5 separate regions of the Mus musculus genome follow, and all the other regions are linked to region 3. The links are chromatin contacts, called in public HiChIP or PLAC-seq, capture Hi-C and promoter capture Hi-C maps. All regions are on one chromosome and are shown on one strand. The core of a region is the stretch at or near the end of the contact, and the rest is flanking DNA. Distances in the headings are between cores, read along the strand shown. Region 1 holds the start of Nefh (neurofilament, heavy polypeptide). Region 2 holds the start of Smtn (smoothelin). Region 3 holds the start of Castor1 (cytosolic arginine sensor for mTORC1 subunit 1). Region 4 overlaps Ap1b1 (adaptor protein complex AP-1, beta 1 subunit). Region 5 holds the start of Rasl10a (RAS-like, family 10, member A).

Region 1 (2,700 bases), core at 134-2,633, 730 kb after region 3:
GCGCAGGGTGCGCAAGAAAGGGTGGGCAGAGTTGGCATGGCAAGCGGCTGCTGGATACCTGATACGCTGGGTCCAGACGGGGCTTGCTCCATTTCAGATGGGAGATCAGTCTGAATCTGGGGTCTAACAGTGTGTGGGGCACAGGGGTTGGCCCCGGTGTTTAATTACAGACATAAAAAATGTGGAGGGTGGTTTCCTTTTTCTAAAGGAAAATCCAGAGTTGGGGCGCCCCAAGGGAGGGTCTGGGTAAAACCGCTACTTTGTCAGGTGGCATGCACCTCGCAGCGGGTCTAGCTACTTCTGAGAGGAGTCCTCTCGGGCTGCTCACTGCTCCGCCAGGAGGGGGCGACCCCTTCCCACCCCGCGCTCCCGCGCACCTCGGAACCACTCCTCGGACTGCAGCGTGCTCTGCACCGCGTGGCCTTCGAGCTGCGCGCGGATCTCCCGCAGCGCCGACGTCACGTCGCACTTGAGGGCGTCGCGAGCCTCGGCCTGAGCCTGCGCCTGCGCGGCCCCGCAGCCCTGGATCTGACCGAGCAGCTCGCCCACCTCCTCCTGGTGGTGGCGCCGCAGGTAGCCGCACTCCTCCTGCAGCGCCTGCGCCTTCTTCTGCAGCTCCACGCGCGCCGCTTCCGCCTCCTGCGCGAAGCGCGCCAGGGCGCGCGCCGCCGCCTCCGCCTCCTCACGCTGCCGGGCCTCCTCGTCCAGCCGCTGGCGGACGTGAGCGATGTCCTCCAGCAGGTGCTCCTGCTCCAGGCGCAGCTGCCCGCGCGCCGCCCCGAGGCGCAGCACGGCGCCGCGCATCTCGCGCACCTCGCGCTCGTACAGCTCGCCCATGGCGGCGCGGCCGGCTTGCTGCTGCCGCAGCGCCGCCGCCTCGCCCTCCAGGCTGCGGTTGTGCGCCTCGAGCTGCCTCACCTTGTCGATGTAGCCCGCGAAGCGGTCGTTCAGAGCCTGCAGCTGCTCCTTCTCGCTGCGCGCCGCCACCGCCGCCACCACGCAGCCCTCTGGGCCGTTGCTTAGGGTGTCTAGCGAGTCGGTGCTCGAGGCGGCGCCGCGGAAGCGGCTGGGTGAGGCGGACACGGAGCTCACGGACGTCCGCGCCCACGAGTGGAAGCCGCTGGAGGAGCCGGCCGCGGAGCGCGTGCCGCCCGGGCCTGCCTTGCGGCTCAGCGAGTAGTGCAGGCTGCCGCCTCCGTGCAGCGGCGCGAACGGGGCGCCCAGCAGCGCATCGGCGCTGCCGAAGCTCATCATGGCCGGAGCAGGTGCGGCCGCCAGCGGAGCGGGAGTGCGGGGCTGGGACGGGGCAGGCAGCACTGCGGCAGCTCTGGGACTCCGGCTCTTTTATATCCGCGGTGGCCCGGTCCGGCCCCTCGGCAGTGGGGGGCTGGGGAGGAGGGCCCCACCCTCTCCACCTCCTCCCCCGCGGCCCCGGGCCGACCGGCTTCTCCGCAGTGAGAGGGGCGGGGCTGGGGGGGACGACCCAGGAGTGAAGGGGAATCGACGCATCGTCAGTAGAGCCTCCCGAGGTCAGACCAAGGAGTAAAGGACTTCCGGAGCGGACAAGTGCAGACCTCCAGGTGCATGTCGGAAGACCCTATTAGTCAGAATAAGACCCTCAGAATAAGAGAGGGCACTGGAAATAGGGAGAGGATTGCAGAACTGATGGGTCAGGGCGCCTTCGGGTTGAAGCAGTGGGAGACTGCAGTGATTACTATGAGAGGACACCCCCACTTGAGAAGCAGCACAGGGTTGGTTCCCTGATAGTTAGAGAGGACCTTGAGATGAGGAGTGCAGACTGCAGTCACCCACGAAGGGATTCTGTATGGGGTTGCATGATGGATGCTACTGATGATAAATGGGGACCTTCTAGCTGGCGGTGCAGTGTTCCCCAGATACTACAGCGGCCCTGGGCCACCCAAAGGGGCTTAAGGAACTGTACAGCTGGCTTCGGGGTTGGGGTTGGGGTGGGCGTGGAGTTTGAAAGGACCGCAAAGCTACCCTGAGAAGGAGAACACTGCAGACGGAGAAAGGGAGCGCTGGGTGAGAGGAACGTGGTGCTCTCTAAAAATTCCAGTGGCCACGACTGGAAAGTGGAGTCTCCTCTTGCCCGGAAAGGAAAACTGCCTACGAAGAACAGGGGGTCCCTCAGTAGGCAGCAAGAGCCTCAACACCGAAGCCAAGTTCTGCCACAGGGTGGGGTTAGCTTCTGTGCTTCGCTAGCTGAATGACCTTGTACAAATTGTGTTCTCCTATGTTTGGTTTTCCCTTGTGTGCAAGAGACAAGATGCAGCTCCAAGCTCCCATGTGCCCCTAGGAGGTTCGAACTTGGGAAATGTCTGGCTGATTTTGGGGAGGAGAACCCACATATTGCCAGTCGGAATAGTAACCAGTTCCTCTCACCTGAGAACTTTGTCTTTCTCCCTTCCTTGCCCGATTTTTCTGCTTTATCTTGGCATCTCATTCCTTTTCCAGAATAGATGAACCAGTACTGCCGTAAGCATCCCCTTTCATGCTCCGAGGAAGTGGTGGAGTGGTTTTTCAGTACCAAAGTCCACCGACCTCCATCATGAGCCCTACTGAGGCTTCAGGTGAAAGGGCGGGGACGGCGGAGGGGCTTAGACTTGGAGCTCTTGCTTTATTATACGGCTCGTTCTTGGTTTGGTTTTCCGGTCAAAAGCGGTGTTAGTGGACGGAGCC
Region 2 (2,700 bases), core at 76-2,575, 680 kb before region 3:
AGTTCTTGGAGCCAGCCTTCAGTTTTGACTCCTTTCCTCCCTGATGTCAGCAGACCTGACCTTGGGGAGCCAGGTGTCCCTCTCTCCCTGTCCATTCACACACTCAGAATTCACTCACAGTTCACTTTCCAACTGGAAGGGCCTTGGGAAGCTGACCCACCCAACCTCTGGACTTCAGGCAAACTGAGAGGATGGGAGATGGTCAAAGATTCATCACAGGGGGTCAGAAAAACTCAGACTCAAAGGGCAGAAAGAACCTAACACAAATCTTGGTGACTTCTGCCTTCTGAAGTCCCCTTCCAAGATGCTGCCCAAGACTCCAGGCTGTTTGTTTCTTGTTCAACCACTGACCGTCAAAATGGATTCCTAAATCTGGTGCCAGTCTCTAGCCCAAATCACTCCTTCCTGGAGTCCCCAGTGTCTCTGGAATTTGTGGTTCCATGGTCTAGCACACCTGGATGTTTTGCTAATGTGGTGACTGAAATGGCCTCTGGACCCCCCACCTCCATTGATTCATCCCGAAATCATCCACTCCCTCTCTACAACAGTCACTTGGTGTGAGTCACCCCATCCGGTGAATGGGTCTGGGGGAGTCCCAGTGCGCACTAGTTGGAGTTGGAAGGCACTGCTAGAGTCTTTACCTCCTAGTCTAGATACTCTGTCTGGGGTAACTACCCCTCCCCAGTGCCCAATCTTAAGTATTGTGGACATGCTATGCTTCTTCATGTTGGGTAAGGGTGTTGTTAGTTCCAAACCTAGGTGATACTCGGGACTGTCTGCTCAGAAATTCCTGCCACTGCTTGCCACCATTCTCATGGCTTCATGCTACAGAGTTTTCAGTCCTGGGGATTGTTAAGGCCCTGCGAGAGATGGGTCAGGATCTGGGAAAGATTCCTCGAGGTATCAGCTCCCTATAGATTAGTGTCTCTGGGGATCGAGAAGCCTCTTCCAAGTCCATAGAGTCTCTTCAAGACTCTTTCCCCAGGGTCTCAGAACTTCAACCATGTGTCTTTGGAGTTCTCGTGATTTGGCTAGGGTTCCCGGACCTGGGAGTTTCAGAATCCCTGTCCAGACATCCAGGTTTCACACCCCCTTCCCCGGACTCATCCGGACTCCTAGAGTAGACCCGAGATCCTCATACCCACCTCTCAGTCCGGCCCGCCGTTCCGGCGCAGTTTCGTGTTAGTTTGGTCGGGACCCGGTAGATGCAGTAGAGACCGGCAGACCGACGGGAGGAGCCGCAGCCCAGGAGCCCAGGCCGGTTCAGCAACGTACCCTGGACTCTGCTGCAGACGCCTGTCCCGCGGCGCCAGCCAGATGGCTGGCTCCGCCCTGCCAAGCTGTCCCAGCCAATTCTCTGTTGAGACACGCCCCTGCTCTGGTCCCATTGGGAAAATTCAATTTTTTAGGACCCGCCCCCAAAAGACTCCAGCCCCTCACTGTACAGGCATGTTGGGTATTGTAGTTTTGGGGACTGCTGTTGCGAGGTCCTAGACATCCTCGGGTGGGCTTCACCAGGATACAGGCTCTAAGCCAAAGTCCGGAATGTGCCACAAACCGGGCAAATAAGTATCTTGGGATCCTGTAAGCCCTGAGCGGTCCTGACAGCCCCTCCCTGCCCTCCTTTTTGTTCTTGAGACCACATCCTTTCTCCGGACTCCACCCACTAGGCGCCTTAGTACACAGACTGCCCAGTCAACTCAACGCTCAAAGGGCGCTTTCGGGACACCTGGTCTGTGCCACCTCAGGGTAAGGAGACTGGGTGACCAGCAGCATTTTGACAATTATTGAGTCGCCCAGGACATCTGAGATGGAGCAGGATCAATCATATCGTACCTTCCTTGCTCATATATGTAGCATGCTCTCCCAAATTCTTTAAAGTCTGCCTCTGAGACCCCCGAAGTTCTAAATAGGGAGTATGAACCTCGCAACTCAACAAATGGGGGAAACTGAAGATCCCAAGGAGACAATACAAAGAGTCAACCAGGAGACCCAAGAGCTCAGACCCTGGAGGGAAAGCTTCCCTGTCATCCTGGAGGCTGTGGAGCCGCCCTACTGGTCTTGCCTAAGAAAAAAGTAGGGTGGAGCCTGGGCAGATAAAGTCTGGAGTCCAGCTTGATAAATAAAAACTGTAAATCAAATAAAAACCATAAAAGCACCAACGTATTTCTTGTGTGTGTGTGTGTGTGTGTTGTGTGTTGTGTATCAGATTATAATATCCATAACAACTTAATGAGATTTGACTGTTCCCTTATACAGATGAGACAAAAGCCTATGGGTAATGGAGTCGAGGTTCATCCCACCTAGCAGGGATTCTAATCTCTGCTAACACTATAATGTGGAACTGAGGTAGGGCTGAGCTGGCTCCTGTAGTCTCTCAGAGAGCTCCAACTCAGATTTCTCCAAGACCAACCTTTACACACCCAAAGAGAGGACCTGTGTCCATTTAAAGTCTTTTTGTTTCCTCCCACAGCCCCAAGAGGTGGTCCTCTCACCTTATATATTGGAAAATAAGACCTAGAGAAGGAAGCCCCTTGCGGGGGAGGCAGAAGAAATGCGCCAAACCGACGAAGACGCCGGCTGTGGAGGTTTCCTAGTCTTCCCTACCTGAGTGGGAAGCCGATTGCTCCAGTGAACCGCCTGCTCGCGCTGGCTGAGATCAATGAATGGCCGAGGTGGGTGCCTGTTTCCGGGATTGTC
Region 3 (2,724 bases), core at 167-2,666:
GCGTGGGCCTGTTGGGTCTTGATCACACCCAAGGCCTGCTTTAAACTACCTTGTTTAAAGCCTCCAACCTGAAGCCGAGTGTCTGGGCCAAACAAGGGCCCTTTGGAGCATGCCCCATCCTGCCGTGAAATCAACCTGTGCTTGCTCGTTTCTGCTCAGCCTTGGGGTTTTCTTAAACCTTGATCACTGGGGTGTCTGCCAGTGCTTAGGGGCCTTCTTGGATCTGTAGCTAATTTAGATGTGTTCAGGCCAGTTGAGTTCTGCAAATGATGAGACGCTTTAAGAAAACTTCAACAGGGAGGTCTCTGGTTTGATACCCAGGGAACCTCAAATACTATGGCCTGTCCCCTCAGTGTCTGAGCCCTGGGCATTCTCACTTCAGGTACTTAGGGTTGTCCCTGGAATAAGATTCAGAATCTAGGGGTAAGGGCTGGAGAGATGGCTCAGCAGTTAAGAGCACTGACTGCTCTTCCGAAGGTCCCGAGTTCAAATCCCAGCAACCACGTGGTTCACAACCATCCGAAATGAGATCTGATACCCTCTTCTGGTGTGCCTGAAGACACAGTATACTTACATATAATAAATAAAATTTAAAAAAAGATTCAGAGTCCATAGTATGTTGCTTAGACAGGAGAGGAGGACCCTTTTTCGGTTCCTCCCCTCAGTGGGGAGCATTCTATTTCAGAAGTTGTTTGACTAAAAACTGCCACACCGGCCAGGTTTTGCTGGTCGAAACAACAACAAGATAGGGTTGCAGTACTATCAAACCAACCTTGGGCACCCCATTCTTAGGGATCTTTAGTCCTTACTGTCCTTGTCAGCTCTGCAGTCCCTGCCCCCTACCCCCGGCAATAAAAGGAAGATAGGCTCCAACTCAGCTGTTCCGCGGGTCTCCAGCCTAACCTCCCCACTCCGGAGATTTATGGACAGCTCTGGCCCCAACAGAGCTCCAGCCCGGCTTCCAGCCTTCCTACAGTCCAGACAGGGTTTTTCTGTGTAGTTCTAGCTGTCCTGGAAGTCACTCTGTAGACTAGTCTGGCCTCGAACTCACAGAGATCTGCCTGCCTCTGCCTCCCTAGTGCTGGGATTAAAGATACACACTTACCACCGCCAGGCTCTGCGTTTTAGTGGCTTTAACCATAAAGCCCACGTGCGAGCCTGGAGGATAGACAGGGAGGGGACCAGGAGCTTCCAGCACGTTCCCAAACCCAACACAGCGGGCGTCCAGCGGAAAGGGCGTGTCTGGGGCGTGTCCTTGAAGGACTCAGATGGGTGAGGGCTAGAAGAGTGGCTTTGGCAGAGTTTGAAGGCAGCCCGCAGCGCCCGGTAGGCAGGGCTCAGGAGGAGGCGTGGCCACTTCACAGTGGCTGTGGGGCGTGGCCGCCGAAGTGTGGATCCCTGGCTGGGCGGACCGGTAGCGGGCGGTGCTTCTTTAAGCCCGGCGCCACCGCATCGCCTCCTGCCTAGGTCTCGCTGGCGGCCAGGCCGGGGCTGCCGTATCTGCGATGGAACTTCACATCCTAGAGCACCGGGTGCGAGTACTGAGCATTGCCCGTCCGGGCCTCTGGCTCTACACCCACCCGCTCATCAAGCTGCTCTTCCTGCCCTGTCGCAGTCGGTGCGCACCCGGGTTCACGAGCGCAGGTCGGGCGGGTGGAGGCTCCTCTGCCCCTCTGGGCCAGGGGCGGAGGACTAGAGTCGCCGCGAAGCAGCGGGTACCGGGTGGGGACGCTAGCCACTCTGGCCATCATCCAGCCTGGGCCTTACCCTTTCTGCGACGCCGCCTATCCGGCCCGGAGGGCCCCGCTCCCAGGGCTTGTCAAGGTGCAAACTGCCTGGAGTAGGCAGTGTAGTGGGGGCATGTGTTCCTTGGCAGGCTGTAGCCCCTTTCTAGTCTCCTCACGTTAACTTTTGAGAGTTGTCCAGGGGGACCCAAAGCCTTCCACTTCTGTGGAATGGAGGGGAGATCCCAAATATGGGATCTAGACTCATTGATCCAAGGAAGAGAGTGAGGCCCGAGTGCGGGTCCGGAAGGCTCCTGGTGGGGGGTCCTTTAGTGCTGCTGGAGCAGACTTCATTTGCTGTCTCCATTCCATTCACTCTAGGCTGAAAGTCTTCCCACCCCTTCCCTCCTCCTAGGTGCAAGTTCTTCAGCCTGACTGAGACTCCGGAAGATTACACTCTCATGGTGGATGAGGAGGGCTTTAAAGGTCGGAACTGGTTCCTTGTTTGCCTCTAAGCAGTATTCTTACTAAGTTTAGGGATCCAGCTTCCCAGAGAGCTTAGACCCCAAAGGAATATAGGTCCGGGTTCAAACCTTCCATCACTCACTGAAGTACTGTGTGGGATGGAGTCGTGACCGTTTGACAAAATTTGTGAGAGTTTTATAAACGTAAAACCCACACGGAGCTGAATATGAGTCCCAGGCCAGCACAGGTGGCCATGGTGTCTCACAGTTTTAGGGGAAAATAAAGGGGTTCCTGCAGCTGTTTTACCCTGAACATTATTTCTTCTTGGACTTGTCTCCCCAGTGGAAAGCAGCCCCTCCCTTACTGGCTTGGGAAGCCTAGGCGGCTGAGAGTTAGGGAAGGAATGCAGGGGCAGGCAGCAAGCCCAGAGCAGGGTCCAGGGCCTCCTGGCTGAGTCTGAGTGAACAACAGCTACCCTGGCCCTTGTCCCTGTTCAGGACTGGGACCGGGGAAATGACTTCTGGCTTCCATGTCT
Region 4 (2,799 bases), core at 211-2,710, 780 kb after region 3:
TCTAGCTGTGTGACTCTAAACAAATGTCTTAACCTCTCTCGGTCTCAGTTTTCCTTATCTGTGAACCTGTGCTATTGATAAAATCTTCTTCACAGATATTATGAAGATGGAATTTTTTTTCTCTCCTTCCCTTTCCCCTTCTTGCTCTGGCCCTACTCTCTCTGGGTCCTGCTCCGGCCCATAGGCTCTTTATTTGTTTCTCATTATGGATGGTAGTGAGCTATCATGTGGTTGCTGGGATTTGAACTCATGGCCTCCGCTGAGCCATCTCACCAGGAACTTTTTTTTTTTTTTTTTTTTTGGAGACAGGGTTTCTCTGTGTAGCCCTGGCTATCCTGGAACTCACTCTGTAGACCAGGCTGGTCTCAAACTCAGAAATCCACCTGCCTCTGCCTCCTGAGTTCTGGGATTAAAGGCGTGTGCCACCATGTCCGGCTGGAACTTTTTTTGTTTGTTTGTTTGTTTTTGTTTTTGTTTTTGTTTTTCGAGACAGGGTTTCTCTGTGTAGCCCTGGCTGTCCTGGAACTCACTTTGTAGACCAGGCTGGCCTCCAACTCAGAAATCCGCCTGCCTCTGCCTCCCAAGTGCTGGGATTAAAGGTGTGTGCCACCACGGCCCGGCTCCGGCTGGAACTTTTAATTAATACTTTTGTTATATAGTGTGTGGAAGTCAGGACAACTTACAGGGTTTTTTCTCTTTCTCCACCACATGGAGAAACTCAGTTCATCAGACTTGGTGGCAGGCACCTTTACCAGCTGAGCCATCCTTACCCCATGAGAACTAAATTTAAAATTCCGTGTGGGGTCTGGCCCACAATGTATGTCTGTTTGTCATACTTCTGTAAGCACTGTCTTTGTTCTGCATTTCATGCCAAGCCTGAAGAACATGGAACATTTTCTCATAGTTGCCGAGCTGACTTGAAAGAGCCTGTTTGTATGAGTCTGGAGACCACATTGTCTCAGAGAGGTAGTCTGAAGTGCTTTGTCTGCCGACGACTCGCCTTTTGGTCTTGGAGTTAGCCTTCCCTGTTTCCCTGTCCTTAAAATGGGTGTTCGTGCTCACCTGGGAGGAACCATTTCCTTTTTAAAGACTGTAGCTCCGGGGTAGTTTGCTTTGTAGGTATGACACTGGATTCAGTCACCAACACCACTAGGAACACTGAGTAAGATGAAAGGTTGTCAAATGGGGAGAAGTGCCTGGAATCTTGCTCAGCCTCACAGGCAGGGTCACAGTTAGGCAGGGGACATTGGTGTGATAAGCCAGTCTCTGTCCTTGAGACAGCTAGCTGAAAGAGCTGAGCACACTCCAGCTCTCCTGTCTTAGGTGAGGAAGAAGCAGCAACCCCACTCTAGCCTCCATTGTGTGTATTTCCGTGTGTGCTGGATGAGTGTGTAGATACAGTCACGTGTCTGTAGAGGCCAGAGGTCAACTTGGAGGTATTGTTCCTCGGGCATTAGCCATCTGGATCTTTGAGAGTTTCTCACTGGCCTGGAAATCATTAACTAGTTTAGTTTGCCTGGTCAGTAAGCTCCAGGGGTTCACCTGGTGGTCACAAGTGCAGCTCCAGCTTTCTTCCCTGAGCTCTGGAGAACTCAGGTCTTCATGATTGCTTGGCAAGCACTTTACCAGCTGGGCTTTCTTTTTGGTTAAAGAATGCCCCTTTTCATTCCCTCTCTTTCTTAGCCTTTCCCCTTTCTTTCCTTTTTCTGAGACAGGGTCTCCCTAGGGAATCCAGGCTGACCTGGAATCCATGATCCTTGTTCTTCAGCCTCCCGAGAACTAGGATTGCAGGTATGGGCCTCTGTGTCTGTTCTGACTTACTCCTGATGGCCCTTGAGATCCATCTATCCTTGTGGCAGGTTTCTGAGCAGCTGTTGTCAGGAAGGGATGGAACAGTTACAGCTCCAGCAGAGACCTTCAGGGGTCAGTGTTCCCTGCCTGTATATATCTATATCCATGCATTCAGAAGTGCTGCTGCACCTGAGTCAGACCTTAAGTTGTTCTCATCTCTGTCTGTTTTGCTGATCAGCTCCCTTGTCAACTCACCATGTGCCCTCAGTGTTCAGTGCATATACTTGCATGCCACCCTCAAAGCTTCTCAATGCAGAGATTGCATGGCCTGGAAGGAAGAAAGGCACCACTGGCCAGTGTCTGCCCTTGTGGACAATGGAGCACTTTCCTCCTCAGAGTGGTATGGTCTTCCTTCCTCCTGAAGACTTAATCACCCGAGCATGGTGGTGTATACCTGCAGTCCTGTCCACCAGCTGAGGCAAAAGAATCATGAGTTTGAGGCTAGCCTGACTTACATAATGGAGTTCTAGTTCTTAGTTACTTTTCTTTTTTCTTTCTTTTTTAAAGATCTATGTATTTATTTCATGTATGTGAGTACACTGTCACTGTCTTCACACATACCAGAAGTGAGCATCGGATCCCCATAACAGATGGTTGTGAGCCACCATGTGGTTGCTGGGAGTTGAACTCAGGACCTCTGGAAAAGCAATCAGTGCTCTTAACCACGGAGCCATCTCTCCAGCCCTTTAGTTCCTTTTCTATGCTGTGATAAAATACCGTGACCAGAAGCAGTTGGGAAGGAAAGGTTTTATTTCAGTTTACAGCTCCACACTCCAGCCCAGTGTAAAGGAAGTTAGGGCAGAAGCCGAAGCAGAAGCCACAGAGAATGCTGCTTACTGGCTTATTACTCAGCGTGCTTTCTTCTACACCCAAGACCACCACCCACACAATCATTAATAAGATGTCCTACAGACTTGTCTACAGACAATCTGGGGAAGCCATTTTCTC
Region 5 (2,700 bases), core at 175-2,674, 840 kb after region 3:
GAAGTCATTCTAGGGGAATCTCAGCAAGAGGGGGGAGGGGGGAAAGCCAGCTGTCGCTACTCTGAATTTAAAGACCTAGAATATCCCTAGTGGCTGAAAGGGGGAAGAGAGGTGGGGGTGGGGGTGGTGAAATCAGACCAGGCCCTAAGTCTACCTGGGGAAGAGGACTAGACATTAGTGTTAAGGAATACCTTCCAGCTGCTGTCACCTGTTCCCCGCGGGAGGGTGTGCCTCCTTCCCCCTTGACGGGCTAGTTTCTCCTGCCCTTCCTTCCACTTAATTCCTGGCCAGGTAGACATATTATCAATGCCTTTAGAGGCCTGGATCTAAGTATTTCTAGAGCCTTCTCTCCTAAGGGAGAGGAGACAGTTCTTTTTCCTTTTGGCTCCATTTCAGCATTCTGGCCACCTGTTAGACTTGAAGCATTCGTTGAATGAGTGAGTCTTGTTCAATGCCGGGTGCCTGCATTTCACAGTACCTGGGTGGAGGGCAGAGGCCTGGGAACTCCTCCAGTGTGTGGAGACTGGAGGGCCGGACGGAGGTTGGGCAAACCCAGACTTTCCGAACCCTCAGAGGAGCTTCCGAACTTGTCCAGGGAAGAGGGCATGGTGCACCCCTGGGACAGACTCTGGGACAGACCCGTGGATCTGTTTCTTCGCCTCCAACCTGTTGGGGCAGTGACTGGGGGCTGAGTTGCTGAGCAGACTTCTGTGCTGGGCTCAAACCCTTCTGTCTCCACTCCCCACCCCCTCTGGGCTGGTCCTTTGAAACAGTGTTCTTCTAGTCGTTTGTCCTTGTAGGTGTAATGAAAAGTGGCCCGCAGGCCCGGGACGGAGTCCCAGTGTCCTTCTCACTTTGAGATACCTCTCCAGGGTCTCAGTTCCCTCCTCCTTAAACCACGAGTACCCAGGTTGAGGCTGCGGTTCGAAGATGATGCAGGGGAGAGCCCAGAAAAGGAGTTGGTGCCCAGGGTCTCACAAAACAGGAGGAAGCTTTGAAGCCATCGGCCTTTGGTGGACAACCGGGATGCAGACAAAAAGTCCAATGCGACGATTGGCCCAAGGTCATTCAACCAGGACTGGGTCTGACCCCAAGTGGCCTGATTCTAAGAGCCTGGGCTTGGTCAACAGCCAGGTTGCAGCCAGCGGTGTTGGAGGAACAGGGAGGTGGCGCCCAGCGGCTTCGGTTTTGAAACGGTTGAGGGAAGCTGACTGCCACCTGGGGAACCAGGCTTTAACAAGGCGACCCGCCTGGCAGTCACTGGGCCGCGACCCTCCCCGGGAGGGGCGGGGCGGACAGTTACCTCATCGCCGCCTCCGGGAGGCCCCGCTCGCTTGCTCGCCCGCGCGGCCGACTGGGGCGGCGGCTCCCGGCGCCGGAGCGAGAAGGGGACGGAGCTGAAGGTGGGGGCGGGTCTGCACCGCACCGGGTGCACTCTTCCTGCGGAGCTGCGGGTGCGTCCGCCCGCTCGATCCTCAGGCCTGGCCTCTTGTGGCTGAGGTGCTGTAGGCGACGCGATGCGGGTATCCCGGGCCGGGCAAGCAAGGCGCAGAACGGGCTCATGAAGCTCCCCGGTGCCAGGCGCGGGAGCGCGGGCCAGCCATGGGCGGCAGCCTGCGGGTGGCTGTTCTGGGTGCTCCGGGAGTGGGTAAGACCGCCATCATCCGCCAATTCTTGTTTGGTGACTATCCTGAGCGCCACCGACCCACGGACAGTCCCTGCCTCTACCGACCCGCGGTGCTGCTCGACGGCGCGGTCTACGACCTGAGTATCCGCGATGGTGACGTCGCTGGACCCGGCTCAAGCCCCAGAAGTCTTGAGGTAGCGGTTCGAGGGGGCCAGGGGTGTGTGTACACTTGGTGCCCATGTGTACTGATCCAGGGCGCCCGAGCCCGTTCTGGGATTGAAGTGTGTGTGTCTAGGTAGTTTGCATACGAGCTTCCTGCGCTAACCTGTAGGTGCCCTGTGGCTGTTTCCTCTCTCTCTCTCTCTCTCTCTCTCTCTCTCTCTCTCTCTCTCTCTCTCTCTCTCTCTCTCTCTTTTGTTTTTGTTTTTGTTTTTTTCGAGACAGGGTTTCTCTGTGCAGTGCTGGCTGTCCTGGAATTCTCTCTGTAGACCAGGCTGGCCTTGAACTCAGAAATCCACCTGCCTCTGCCTCTCAAGTGCTGGGATTAAAGGCGTGCGCCACCACGCCCGGCTCTGTGGCTGTTTCTTGTCTTCTTTGCCTGCCTAGGCTGGTGTCTGGGTCAGTGTGTGGCACAGCTTGAGCTGAGCCGCGCCGCTGTGACAGACTGGACCAGACACAGGAGTACCCTTTCTAGAGGGGGCCACCGCACCCTCAGACTCCCAGTCTTTGGCGCTGCATTCATTTCAAAGCTGGCATTTGAGCAGCACCTGGGAGGCTAAATGAAGTTTTGGTGAAAGAAGCTGTAAGAATATTGCAAGGGGGAAAGAGCAGCAAGAGACAAGCCAGAGGCTTCACCTGTACAGCTGCACCAGGACAGTCAGTTACCATCTGTCAGCCGGTGGACGGCAGATCCCAGGCTCTGAGGCAGTAGGAGCATAGTAGGTTGACGGGTGGCCCAGGAAGTAGGAGGGCTAAGGACTGACAAGATCCAAGCACGGCTGGGAAGTCTGGCCTGTGGGAGGGCGCGTCCCATCCGGAGTATTGCTGGGAGGTGACGGGGAGTGAGGTTGAAT

Evidence for each region. Promoter capture Hi-C pulls out the DNA fragments that hold promoters and counts their contacts. HiChIP or PLAC-seq counts read pairs in DNA pulled down with a chosen protein or histone mark. Capture Hi-C pulls out chosen DNA fragments and counts their contacts.
Region 1: a contact with region 3 is called in a capture Hi-C map of embryonic stem cells, with 5 times the contacts expected there. The contact joins the promoter of Nefh here to the promoter of Castor1 in region 3. A contact is called at or near these places in 2 of 484 Hi-C or Micro-C datasets (the G1E-ER4 cell line and embryonic stem cells), 5 of 115 datasets of contacts at active chromatin or transcription factors (bone marrow-derived macrophages, embryonic forebrain, embryonic stem cells and 1 more) and 1 of 9 other capture datasets (embryonic stem cells).
Region 2: a contact with region 3 is called in a promoter capture Hi-C map of adipose tissue, with 2.9 times the contacts expected there. The contact joins the promoter of Smtn here to the promoter of Castor1 in region 3. A contact is called at or near these places in 1 of 484 Hi-C or Micro-C datasets (the N1E-115 cell line), 2 of 115 datasets of contacts at active chromatin or transcription factors (astrocytes and pancreatic cancer cells) and 2 of 9 other capture datasets (adipose tissue and pancreatic islet).
Region 4: a promoter capture Hi-C map of liver shows a contact between it and region 3, with 2.5 times the contacts expected there. The contact joins the enhancer-like site here to the promoter of Castor1 in region 3. A contact is called at or near these places in 4 of 39 promoter capture datasets (embryonic stem cells, hippocampal neurons, liver and 1 more) and 6 of 115 datasets of contacts at active chromatin or transcription factors (T-cell acute lymphoblastic leukemia, differentiating embryonic stem cells, embryonic stem cells and 1 more).
Region 5: a contact with region 3 is called in an H3K4me3 HiChIP or PLAC-seq map of bone marrow-derived macrophages, with 6 times the contacts expected there. The contact joins the promoter of Rasl10a here to the promoter of Castor1 in region 3. A contact is called at or near these places in 9 of 115 datasets of contacts at active chromatin or transcription factors (astrocytes, bone marrow-derived macrophages, cardiomyocytes and 3 more).

The regions. Positions count from the first base shown.
Region 1 is chr11:4,946,681-4,949,380 of GRCm38.p6, forward strand. It overlaps Nefh (neurofilament, heavy polypeptide), which reads right to left and starts at 1,384. Exons shown (of 4, transcript NM_010904.3): 1 at 378-1,384. The coding sequence starts at 1,254. It also overlaps a transcript of Ap1b1 not described here.
Region 2 is chr11:3,537,967-3,540,666 of GRCm38.p6, forward strand. It overlaps Smtn (smoothelin), which reads right to left and starts at 1,326. Exons shown (of 20, transcript NM_001284427.1): 1 at 1,146-1,326. Gm11946 (a long non-coding RNA gene) reads left to right here. Exons shown (of 6, transcript XR_001780145.2): 3 at 1-1,749; 4 at 2,474-2,675.
Region 3 is chr11:4,216,809-4,219,532 of GRCm38.p6, forward strand. Castor1 (cytosolic arginine sensor for mTORC1 subunit 1) reads left to right here and starts at 1,417. Exons shown (of 9, transcript NM_028022.2): 1 at 1,417-1,618; 2 at 2,140-2,210. The coding sequence starts at 1,506.
Region 4 is chr11:4,997,066-4,999,864 of GRCm38.p6, forward strand. All of the region lies in intron 1 of Ap1b1 (adaptor protein complex AP-1, beta 1 subunit), which reads left to right. Among named protein-coding and RNA genes, the nearest start is that of Ap1b1, 12 kb to the left of the region's middle. Within about 2 kb of position 1,461, at least 49 of the 459 cell types and tissues checked have an H3K27ac peak or open chromatin away from gene starts, as enhancers often do. A contact at or near this core is called in liver, where this site is marked.
Region 5 is chr11:5,056,704-5,059,403 of GRCm38.p6, forward strand. Rasl10a (RAS-like, family 10, member A) reads left to right here and starts at 1,425. Exons shown (of 3, transcript NM_145216.4): 1 at 1,425-1,821. The coding sequence starts at 1,603. It also overlaps a transcript of Gas2l1 not described here.